2 separate regions of the Arabidopsis thaliana genome follow, and region 2 is linked to region 1. The links are chromatin contacts, called in public capture Hi-C maps. All regions are on one chromosome and are shown on one strand. The core of a region is the stretch at or near the end of the contact, and the rest is flanking DNA. Distances in the headings are between cores, read along the strand shown.

What was found. Capture Hi-C pulls out chosen DNA fragments and counts their contacts.
Region 2: a capture Hi-C map of seedling shows a contact between it and region 1, with 1.6 times the contacts expected there. A contact is called at or near these places in 5 of 26 Hi-C or Micro-C datasets (root, rosette leaf, seedling and 1 more) and 1 of 3 other capture datasets (seedling).

Annotation. Positions count from the first base shown.
Region 1 is chr1:22,077,471-22,082,840 of TAIR10.1, reverse strand. It overlaps ARL2 (ARG1-like 2), which reads right to left and starts at 2,152. Exons shown (of 9, transcript NM_001333872.1): 1 at 1,627-2,152; 2 at 1,356-1,479; 3 at 1,042-1,124; 4 at 802-913; 5 at 594-698; 6 at 449-499; 7 at 156-245; 8 at 1-65. The coding sequence starts at 1,772.
Region 2 is chr1:21,996,752-22,002,121 of TAIR10.1, reverse strand. It overlaps AT1G59780 (NB-ARC domain-containing disease resistance protein), which reads left to right and starts at 2,490. Exons shown (of 5, transcript NM_001333867.1): 1 at 2,490-2,611; 2 at 4,437-5,289. The coding sequence starts at 4,446. AT1G59790 (Cullin family protein) reads right to left here and starts at 618. Exons shown (of 10, transcript NM_001333868.1): 1 at 470-618; 2 at 297-390; 3 at 1-157. The coding sequence starts at 618.

The DNA of each region.
Region 1 (5,370 bases), core at 903-3,402:
TCAAACGGTTGGAATGCATCAAGCCTTTTGAAAAATCCGGTCTCTGGATCCCTTGAGAGAGCCCTCTGCGTGCAGAAGAGTGAAAACTGAGTACATGGTAATCAGAAGAAGAAAATAAACGTGTTTAGCTTAAGAGGGTAGAGAAAATAATTAACTGAATTAACCCTGTGATCGAAACGATAAACAGGGAAGCCGAAAAAATACAACCCTGCAGTCGAGAGCTTTCCTGTTTTCCTGCTGTCTTCCTTTTGCAGAATGGAGGAAAATAAAATACTATTTAGAAACCGAAAGAAGCTTCAAAGCCATGATGATTCGACCGGATGCCACGTTACAGGTTAATGAGAATAGCAAAGTATAAAACAAATCTGATCAAACCACTCTATGATGTAATCCGGAGATGTGACAAGAAGTTAGTTACTCAACAAACTAATAGTATAAAACTTCATACCTGTAGGGCCAAGCTCAGTCCTCCATTCTCTACTTGGTCAAAGTAAAGCAACTGGAAAGCAAAAGGAATCAGAGGTAAAATACAGAACAGGAAAAACAGCTACGAGATTCTTGAGCACGCAAGGTAAGAGTTTGGGAAAATGAACCTTGAATTTGTTTTTAGCAGATGAATGCACCTTACATATCAATCCATCCTGAGCTTCTTCCTCTGTTAACGTAACCGAATAAAAGTGAGCCGATTGCTTTTCAACCTGTTAGAGAAGAAAATATGTTACAGATGACAAATCCACATTAATGCAAAGAAGAAAATATGTTACAGATGACAAATCCACATTAAGACTCTCATTATCATACCTTCCTGGACACGACTTGCCCAACCATGAGAGGCAAAGTAGTAACCGTACCATTCAACGCCTCCCCCAATAAATTTGCAGAAACAGTTGTCTTAATTTGCACACCAAGCTTACTGTGGAGGACAAAAATAGTCAAGTTTCGAAGTTATCTCACAAACAAAAGTAAAACAATTGATAACATTCTCTTTCAGAACCAAGAAGAATGAAAAAACAGAGAATAGAGCAAGTCTACGAAACTCACTTGAACAATGCAGCAAATATAGTATTAACAGCTCCTAAGCTTGACAGATCGAGCTCTAGGTCTTCATTTTCCGGACCCACAGCCTACATCCCATGTGAATCAATAAAACTTAGATATCAAATCGCAAATGATTATGAACAAAGGGTCATCTAAAGAAGAACTAGAAACTATAGCCTTAGGTAATTTAGCATGGCCGCTACTCTAATGCTAAACTATTCAATTCCAAACTTTCCCATTATATAATATTCTCTTCAATGCTAACTTTGCAAACCAACCAGCGATGTTAAAACTCAGGAATTGTCTGAAATTCTCACCTCAGAGCCAGTAGTATCATATAGACGCCGATTCTCAGGATCAGACAAGACCTCATAAGCAAATGTAACTTCCTTAAACATCTCTGCTGCAACCGGGTCGTCTGGATTCTTATCAGGATGGTACCTGAAGAACCAAACTTCAGTACATGTAACCACCAAGTAATCAACTTTAACACAGATACAACACTCGCACAAATTCTAAACCTCTTAAATCAATTCTAAACCTAAATTGCATCTTAATCAACGCAAAGTTTCAATCTTTTTGAAAAACCTGAGAGCCATTCTCCGATAAGCACTTTTGATCTCTTGATCAGTCGAATTGCTGGGGATGCCAAGGACTTCATAAGGGTTCCTTCGTCGGAGCTCATCTTCTTCTCCGGCGTCTTTATTCTCCGATCTCGATGAATGAGTGGCCATTGTTCAATAACAGGTTTTTGTTTCCCAGTTTGAGTGGAAATGGTTCTCCAGTTAAATTCCCAAAGTCGATACAGTAAAATCTGGGGATTCTAGCCAGAGAATAAGCAAATGGGGAGAATAATGATTCATGCCTCGTGAATTGAGGATTGTTGTTACACCAAAACCCCAGGAGGAGAGACAATGAGAGAAGAAGCTCCATTGGGAAAACCCCACAAACACTGATCTGGAGAAGACAAGAGAGAAGAGACGAGACACTTCGTTATTTTTTGCTAATTTGTTTTTTATTTATCTAATTTCTAACTTATTTAAAACCCTGAAATTCGAAAAGGCCCATAAAAAACAGAAAAGCCCATCAAGAATATTAAATATGTCACGTGCCACACATGTGAGAAGATCTTAACGATACCCTTATAAATATAGATCATGTGGAAAGTCCTTTAACTTTGCTGCTGAGATGTGATAGTTGTTGATTCATTTCATAGATTCTGATGATATGAAAGTTTGTAGAATCAATTTTGTCTTATGGGTTGGAGAATGCTTGCAATGTCATAGACACTGCTTTGGTTTAATTAGTCTTTTCATCCTTATCTTGATAACCAGAATACTAAATGTGCATGTGTATATATATGTAACATCATCTTTTGGTTTCGCATCATCCTAGGATCGACACTGGCATTATTTTTGTAAACTTCCAACTGTGAAATTGATATTTAGGTTCAATACGTAAAGTGTAATCACAATAACCTCTTAAAGTGAAAAGTGCGCGATAAGCCTAAAAAGTATTTGATGTTGATCTTTTTCTGACGACTATGGACTGCGCTGGCACATGTATTATCTCGATCGAGCATGTTGTCTTATGTTGATACTATTTTAAGATAATAATTCTTTTTATAATGTATATCAATGATTGAGCATCACGTTGTAAGTAGATGAATTTGTAACAAAGTTTGTTAAAACATTTCCCTATGAATATGAGTTTGTGGTTATCGTATTGCAACAATGTCACAATATATTGAAATCATTTTTTGGTAGATAATCAGAAGTTTTTATCGCTTACGAAATAATGATTGATCGAAGTCAAGATTATTTCTGAAGACAAAATAAGAAGTTTATTCTGATAAAAGATCATACATCCAAAGAAACAGTAATCTCTTAATTCTATATCACAATGCATAGTATATATATCTAGTTCTATAGGGAAATAGACCGTTTTATCGTCTAGTTGATTTTAAGACTTTAAGATCGATTGAATTGCAAATGCACAGTAATACATCATTTAGTTTTTCAAATGTCATGAATCCAGAAATTGATAAATAAATAATAAGAATCAAAGTAATAGTGATTTGTTTCGGCTATCTAAACATGCATCAACGTAATTAAGAAACATGATAAAGAAAGTTATTTGGAAATAAATAAATTAAGAAAGATGATAAAATTTTATTATCTGATTGTTATGGACCCATTTAGATGTTACAACGTACAATTGGTTCGAACAAATTATTGCTCCTGAGTCCTGATAAGTGATTTGAGAGACAAGGCACCTAACGTTGTCTGTTTTTTCTTTCCCTACAGCCAGTTTGTCCCAATCAAAAAATACCCACGGGTGACCTAGGTATGTTTTTTTTGGCGGGTATATAAGTTTCATACAAATGCCATATCTTGAACTGCAAAAAAACCCTGTACGGCTATACCTCAAGGAGGTATTTATGGATATAAATTTAACAAATGAACCCAATAAAAAAACTCAAACAAACTATGTGTCTCTTTTTTGGTAGTGCACAGACCTTTCTCGTAGGGCTTCATTGACACACATCCTCAATAACATACTTGTGATTCTTTTATATATGAATGGTGTATATAGATCATATAGAGTAGATATATACTACTGATTCTTTTGACGATTTACGACACTTTTATAACTTATTTCAATGGTGTACATATATAATATTTCAATCAGTAATCATCATGTCTCTTCTTCTGTTTACCAGCCATGATTTCCTCGCGCGCTCTCTCTCTCTCTCTCTCTCATCATCATCAGCACCACCAAACAAGTCTCACCAAACTACAATAAAAAGTTTAGAGGGATTTTGAGACACACGAAACACACGATGAAGATCTTGGCCTTGTTGTCCTTATTAAAGAAAGTTATAGGAAAAAAAAAATCAAACGTAAATAGGTCCCTAAATGGATGATCGATCCATGATGGATTGATGGTGGGTGATCGATGTGTTTTTGGGGGGAAAGAAAAAGGTTGCATGTTATTGTCTGAATCTTAATCTTCATCTATCGAAAGATATTTTCATTTCTTTGCAAGATTGATAATAGAAACTCTGACTGAACATTTATATCTATTATATTGCTTTGGTTTAGACTTTACTATGTGCATGTGTATATAAGATTTTTGTAATCAGTTTAAAACAAAAAAATCTTGAGGTCTGTCGAGAACAATTATATAACCATGGTTCAAAAGAGGGTCGAATCAAAAACAGAGAATTCACAACAGTTGTTATCTAGGTTCAATATATAAAGTGTAAAACCCAACTACCACTTAAAATGAAAAGTGAACGATAAGCCAAAAAAGTATGTGATGTTAATCTTTCTCTGACGACTACGGACTGCCCCAACTATTATCTCAATCGAATATGTTGTCTTATGTTGATACTATTTAGGATAATAATTACTTCTATAGTTTTTTAAGAATCTACTTAACATGACGTTGTAACTAAATGGATTCATAACAAATAAAGTTTGTGGTCTTTTCCTATGAATATGAGTTTGAGGCTATCCTTTTGCAACAATATCACATACATGTACTCCGTCAATATCTCTATTGTCCAAAATTTTCTCTTTATTGTGACGAACTTTTTTCAGATGTTTTTTTACATATATGGTAAACCTCTATATTTGCGTATTTTGTTGATTTTCTATTTGAAAGTGCATTTGGCTAATCACTCTTTTTCTTTTTTGGTTTTTGCAAAGTTTTCTAATTACTGGTAACTCAACTATTTAAACATACAAAAATATTTTAGGAAGATGGCTTAGTGATCACTTGCAACCCACCAAATAGTAGGGCTTTTGTTTTGGTAGAATGAGAAGTTTCCATCAGCTACAAATTGATTATTGATTGAAGTCAAAAAGTTATAGAAGACGAAGTTTAGTCACAATACCCAATCCAAGATATCATATATCCATTAGAAATAATGATCTCTTACTTATATATCACAATGATAAGAAAAATCAATTAGAACATATCTAACTACGCATTTAAAAAATAAATGAAAACCCCCACTTATTATCTGATTTTTATGGACCCATTTACATGTTACAAGGTACAATATATTAGAGCATATTATTGATATTGATTTGAGAGACAAGGCACCTAACGGTCTATTTTGTTTTTTCCCGGTACAGCCATTTTGTCCAAACTAAACTTTTTCAGATGATATATGAAAAGTGAAAACCAAGAATATCCCAATCCAAAGAATACCCACGAGTGATTTTTTTGGAGTATATGTATTGTACAATTTCCATATTTTGAGGGGCATAAAAATCCTACCTCAAGAAGGTACATATGCATGGATATAAACTTAGCAAACGA
Region 2 (5,370 bases), core at 1,241-3,740, 81 kb after region 1:
GTGATGGAATTGGAATCTTACTCCGACGAACCAAGTGACGGTCAATATAAACGAAGAACTTGCTTAACCATTTGACCATAATTTTATGGTTATTCCACCTCTTAACAAGCTCTCTTAGCATATCTTCATCATGCTTCTCCCTTAAAGACGGCAACACCTTAACCGCACATAAAAAAGAGACTATATTACATCTTTTGCGTTAAAGTTAAGAAAAACAAACATGTTTTCTTCACACATTGATATTTTTGTGCACGATATCTAAGAAACTAACCCAAATGAAAAGTTTTGGTACTAACCGTTTGGATAGTATAATCTTCAATTACTTTACGATACTTTTCATAAAGCTGCTGTGAATAATCGGATCTCTGGACACACATATCGTAGATAATCCTGTGAATCACATAAGAAATTACTGTGGTAGGTACAAAACTGTTAGCAAACGTTACATAAGACCACAAACATTACTTACGTGTAAAGTTTAAAACATTCACTAAAATAAAATGTTGGTTCAGGCTCTCCTTCTAGAATCCTTATCAGCTTGGTAATACCTTTCTGAATGTTGGACCATCCTTCCTCAAATTTAATCTGTCTGGGTCGGGACATTCTTCTCGAATCCATTTCAAGATCTGTTGAGTCAAATTTCTGGAAGAATTTAAGATAGTTACAACAAAATTTAGGGCTTGAGAGAGGTAATTATTATTGAGACTTTTGCATCCAAATTGTTTATATTCCAAATTAAACTAATTGATCTTATAGTTATCGCCAACCACGAACCAAAACAAATTAGAGCAGTGACATGATGTTACGCGTCCATTGAGATTACGCGAGAATGAAACCAGTCTTTGAAAGTAATTAAGATGACGTAAACCTAAATCGATCAAAACCCTTAAATCTAAGAGTCACGTACCTGAAGATATGGATTCCGATATCACCGTAATTAGCTTTGAGTATTGAACTGCGCAATAAAAGACCTAGAAGAAAAACGGAAGTCAAATATATAGCCAACGTTGAGAAGGCTGTGAATATATCTCAGACCTCAATAAATATATAAATATATAGATATATCTAGATATATAGAAGAGAAAACTAGAGAAAATATAAGGTTAGAATTCTAAATAATTAAGTTTCATGTCAGTAGTGTCACTTGGCCCACTTCAAATGTTTAGATTGATAACAAACATATTTGGAATTTTAAACCTCTCTTTCCATGGGTTGCTTTGGGGGTTGATATGCCATTGAGACATGAACTTGGCCAAAAAAAGTATTGAAGTTTTTGACTATGTTGGCAACTGATGCGGTGAAGTATAGTTAACAATCACTAGGAAATTGTTAAATCTTGTAAATACCAGATAACTGAACATCCTTAAATCTATTGAATGTTCAAATTATATCTGAAGACAAGAAAAGCAGATGATTTATAAAAACAGAATTAATGTGACAGTTGTAGCTTTTAGCTCTTTTCTAAATCTAGTTTCTACTTTCTACAAAGCATAAGTTTTTGTAATTCAATGCAAAGAAAGCCATGTGGGGAGCTCAATTGGTATATTTGTCAAGATTTGACGGAGATTAAAGAATCATATAATCTATTAAAAAATATCTTTATGGATCTTACGATTGAAAACTATATTTTAATCTACCCTATGGTTTAAAACCAATAAAAAAGTTGAAGATCTTTTACATGTTTTTAGAAAAAAAGTGAAGGGTTTTTAATCCATGTTTTTTTCTAACCAAAAAAATTAAGTTATCAAATGATTAGAAAATAAATAAATAAACTGCTTCGGAAACTTTTCTAAAAACAAAAAAGCTTTCAGAATTCAAATGTGTAGATTTTTTTATAGTATAGAAAAAAGAAACAAATCACTTTAATATTTTTTTGTTTGAAAAGCCTCGTTTATGAGGTTTAAAAAAAGAAAAAAAAAAAAAAGAAAAAAAAAGTTTTTGAGAAATTAGTAAAAAAGCCTAATTGGAAAAACAAAATGTGAGAACTTTAGACTGCTTTTAAAGTCTTGAAAGCATATAGCCAATCACCCCCTAACTTCTTTAAAAACAAATGTGGGACAACATAATGCTGTATTATTGTTCTACAAAAATGTGTAATGGGTAAAATGGATCAAGTAGTTATATTATTTTTCATATATACTACTTGACTTGTATTTGCTAGTATTAAAATTTTAATACTTGGTAGTTGGTATCCACTTTGTTTGTTACGGATACTTATTTTCTTCGTCCGGGTAAAAGTCAAGTAACGACTATGAAGCGAGTGATAACTAATAGTAATCGTGTCCAGCCTTTTTTGTTTTTATTTTTTGTAATTTGTCAAGATTAAGATTTAACGGAGATTATGGATCAAATAATTAAAGAAACGTTAAAAGTACCGGAGTAAAGATATTGGTTTTTTATTTATTGACCCCAAGTTTTAACGTGCACTGCACATGCACAACAAAGTCTTAACTTTTTCCCGGTCTTATTTTAATTTAAATATCGTCAACTTGGCTACCGATTTCATACTTACTCCCATATCTAAGAATAAGCTGAGACTTCATAACTAAAGAACAAAGAACAATCATCTTTCTTCTTCCAAAGGACAACGAGAAAAAAGTGGTTTCGACAGGTGAGCCAGTTTGTTTGTTATTGATTTTTACTTTTCTGTCAAAGTTTATTTGTTTTCTGATTGCAGAAGGTCTTTTGCTCTGTCCTTGATTTGTTTCCATCAATTCGACTCTACTCGTTCAATTAGTTTTTTTTTTCTTTCTTAAACAATGCAAAATCTTAGATCATGTTTGAAGAAACTTGAATCCTCAAAAGTTTGTTCTGCTTCCTTGGCCACCTTTGTTTGTTCACGTTTTTCCTTTTTCCGATTTACTTCTATAAACCCTCGTGAAACCTATATCCCTCACCGGTTTTAAAAGGCAAAACAATCTCACGGCAGAGGAAGACGGTGGTGGCCGGTGACTACTCTTACGCTCAGCTCTCTGCACGTTCTATTTTTGCTGAAACCGTTCCCCCACTGCGATGCATCTTTAAAAGTTGAATATTCTTCCATCACTTAGTTTCCTTTCTAAACTTCTGGATCTGCTCAAATCCCTTCAGAAGAAATCTCACACTCGACTTCGTTGTGGCAAGAGAAGTCTCTCTTGGACCGTCTATCTTCTGGGTGGTGATTCATTGGCTCTCCAATGGGTTTTCATTGACAAAGCTAGTGAGTTCTCTCACTCACAATCGCGGAAGCTCCAAACCTGCAAAACCTTTGGTCCCTAACTATTGGTCTCCCACGACGGCTTGCATCCCCCTCCAAGCAGCCCTCAACTTCTGGATCTGCTCAAATCCCTAATTGCTCAGATGGACTCTTTCTTTGAGATGGGTTTCTCAATTCTTGGCCCACTAAGATATCTTTCTCGGCCCATGTCTGAAATAATAGGGCTAACCCAATTAGCATCTTGGCCCAGGTCTGTTTTTTTTATAAATATTTTGGCATTTCCTAATCCTTTGATGTCTCTTGACATTGCTGATATTGGTCAAGGACTCCAATTTCACTTTGTGCGGACATCGGTGGTTAGGAAAGCTAATAATTTGTTACGAACCTTGGAGGAAGACATCCTTAGTGTTGTTAATCGTTTTATCTTTTCTAAGAACTCTATGTTACAATTATCCTCTTTAATAGAAAGAACCTTGGTTTGGACTCTCACCTCCTTTTGAAGGAACCGTTTATGTACTTTACCCAGATTCTTAGATGATGTGGATATTAAGCCGGTGATATTCAAGTTAAAGAACCTCTTTTCAACATTATTATGTCTTTATTGGACCGTAACTAATCTTCAATCTCCCCAAGTTTTTGTGGAATGATTTTCGACTCGCCATTCTCTCGCTTGTTGCAAACTACGTTCAAGTTCTTGTCTCCGATGTTTGGATCTTCCGTCAAATTATCGTATATTCTATCTCTACCATTCACTTGTTAGAATGCTAGTTTGTGAATTGTTTGGCTAAAAGTGATACTTCATTAACGTGAAAAGATGGCTTTAAATAGCCTTACAAAGACTCAAAAGGAACAACAAAACGACTAAAAAATAGGAACAGACTCCATAACTCCACTACACGAACTGACTCAATTCCACAACTCCACTACTTAGACTCCATAAGACTCGGACGTAATTGACTTCGAACCATGTGTTGGATGTTTGTTTGAACTTTGTATTTGGTATGTGGATTAATGGAGTCAAGTATGTTTTTGCCCAAAAAAAAATTTAGCTAAGCCAAACCTATTCTTAAAGAATCATGTGATAGACTGCTAATAATGAAAAATGCAAGTATATATTAAATCACTTTTATCTTTAGCAGTTTGAACTTATATATAATATATGTGATGTAGGTTCTTGCTAATTAATGTTTCCTCTTCATTATAAAAAGGTTTCACCTCTACTTTCGTACTATTCATGCAGGACTTATATATGGTTGATTCAATTGTATCGTTCGGTGTTGAAAAGCTTTGGAAACTCCTGAGCCAAGAATATGAGCGATTCCAGGGAGTTGAAGAGCAAATTACGGAGCTAAGAGATGATCTGAAGATGTTAATGGCCTTTCTATCTGATGCAGATGCAAAGAAACAAACCCGTGCACTTGCAAGAAACTGCCTTGAAGAGATAAAGGAAATCACTTATGATGCTGAGGATATAATAGAAATCTTTCTTCTAAAAGGCAGTGTCAACATGAGAAGCCTTGCTTGCTTTCCAGGTGGTCGTAGGGAGATTGCCTTGCAAATCACAAGCATCAGTAAGAGGATCTCCAAGGTTATCCAAGTTATGCAGAATTTAGGCATAAAATCAGACATTATGGACGGTGTGGATTCGCATGCTCAACTGGAAAGGAAAAGGGAGTTGCGTCATACATTTTCTAGTGAATCTGAGAGCAATCTTGTTGGTTTGGAGAAAAATGTTGAGAAATTGGTTGAAGAATTGGTGGGAAACGATAGCAGTCATGGGGTATCTATTACTGGTTTGGGTGGTCTTGGCAAAACCACCCTTGCACGGCAAATTTTTGATCATGATAAGGTAAAAAGTCATTTTGATGGACTTGCGTGGGTGTGTGTATCACAAGAGTTTACACGGAAAGATGTGTGGAAAACCATCTTGGGGAATCTTAGTCCTAAATATAAAGACTCAGACTTGCCGGAAGACGATATTCAGAAGAAACTCTTTCAGTTGTTGGAAACAAAAAAAGCTTTGATCGTCTTTGATGACCTATGGAAAAGAGAGGACTGGTACAGAATAGCGCCCATGTTTCCAGAGAGAAAAGGTGACCCTTTTATTACATATATAACTATATAATAATTTAGGCGAATCTAATATGTTTACCATTTGATATTTTCTAAGAAAA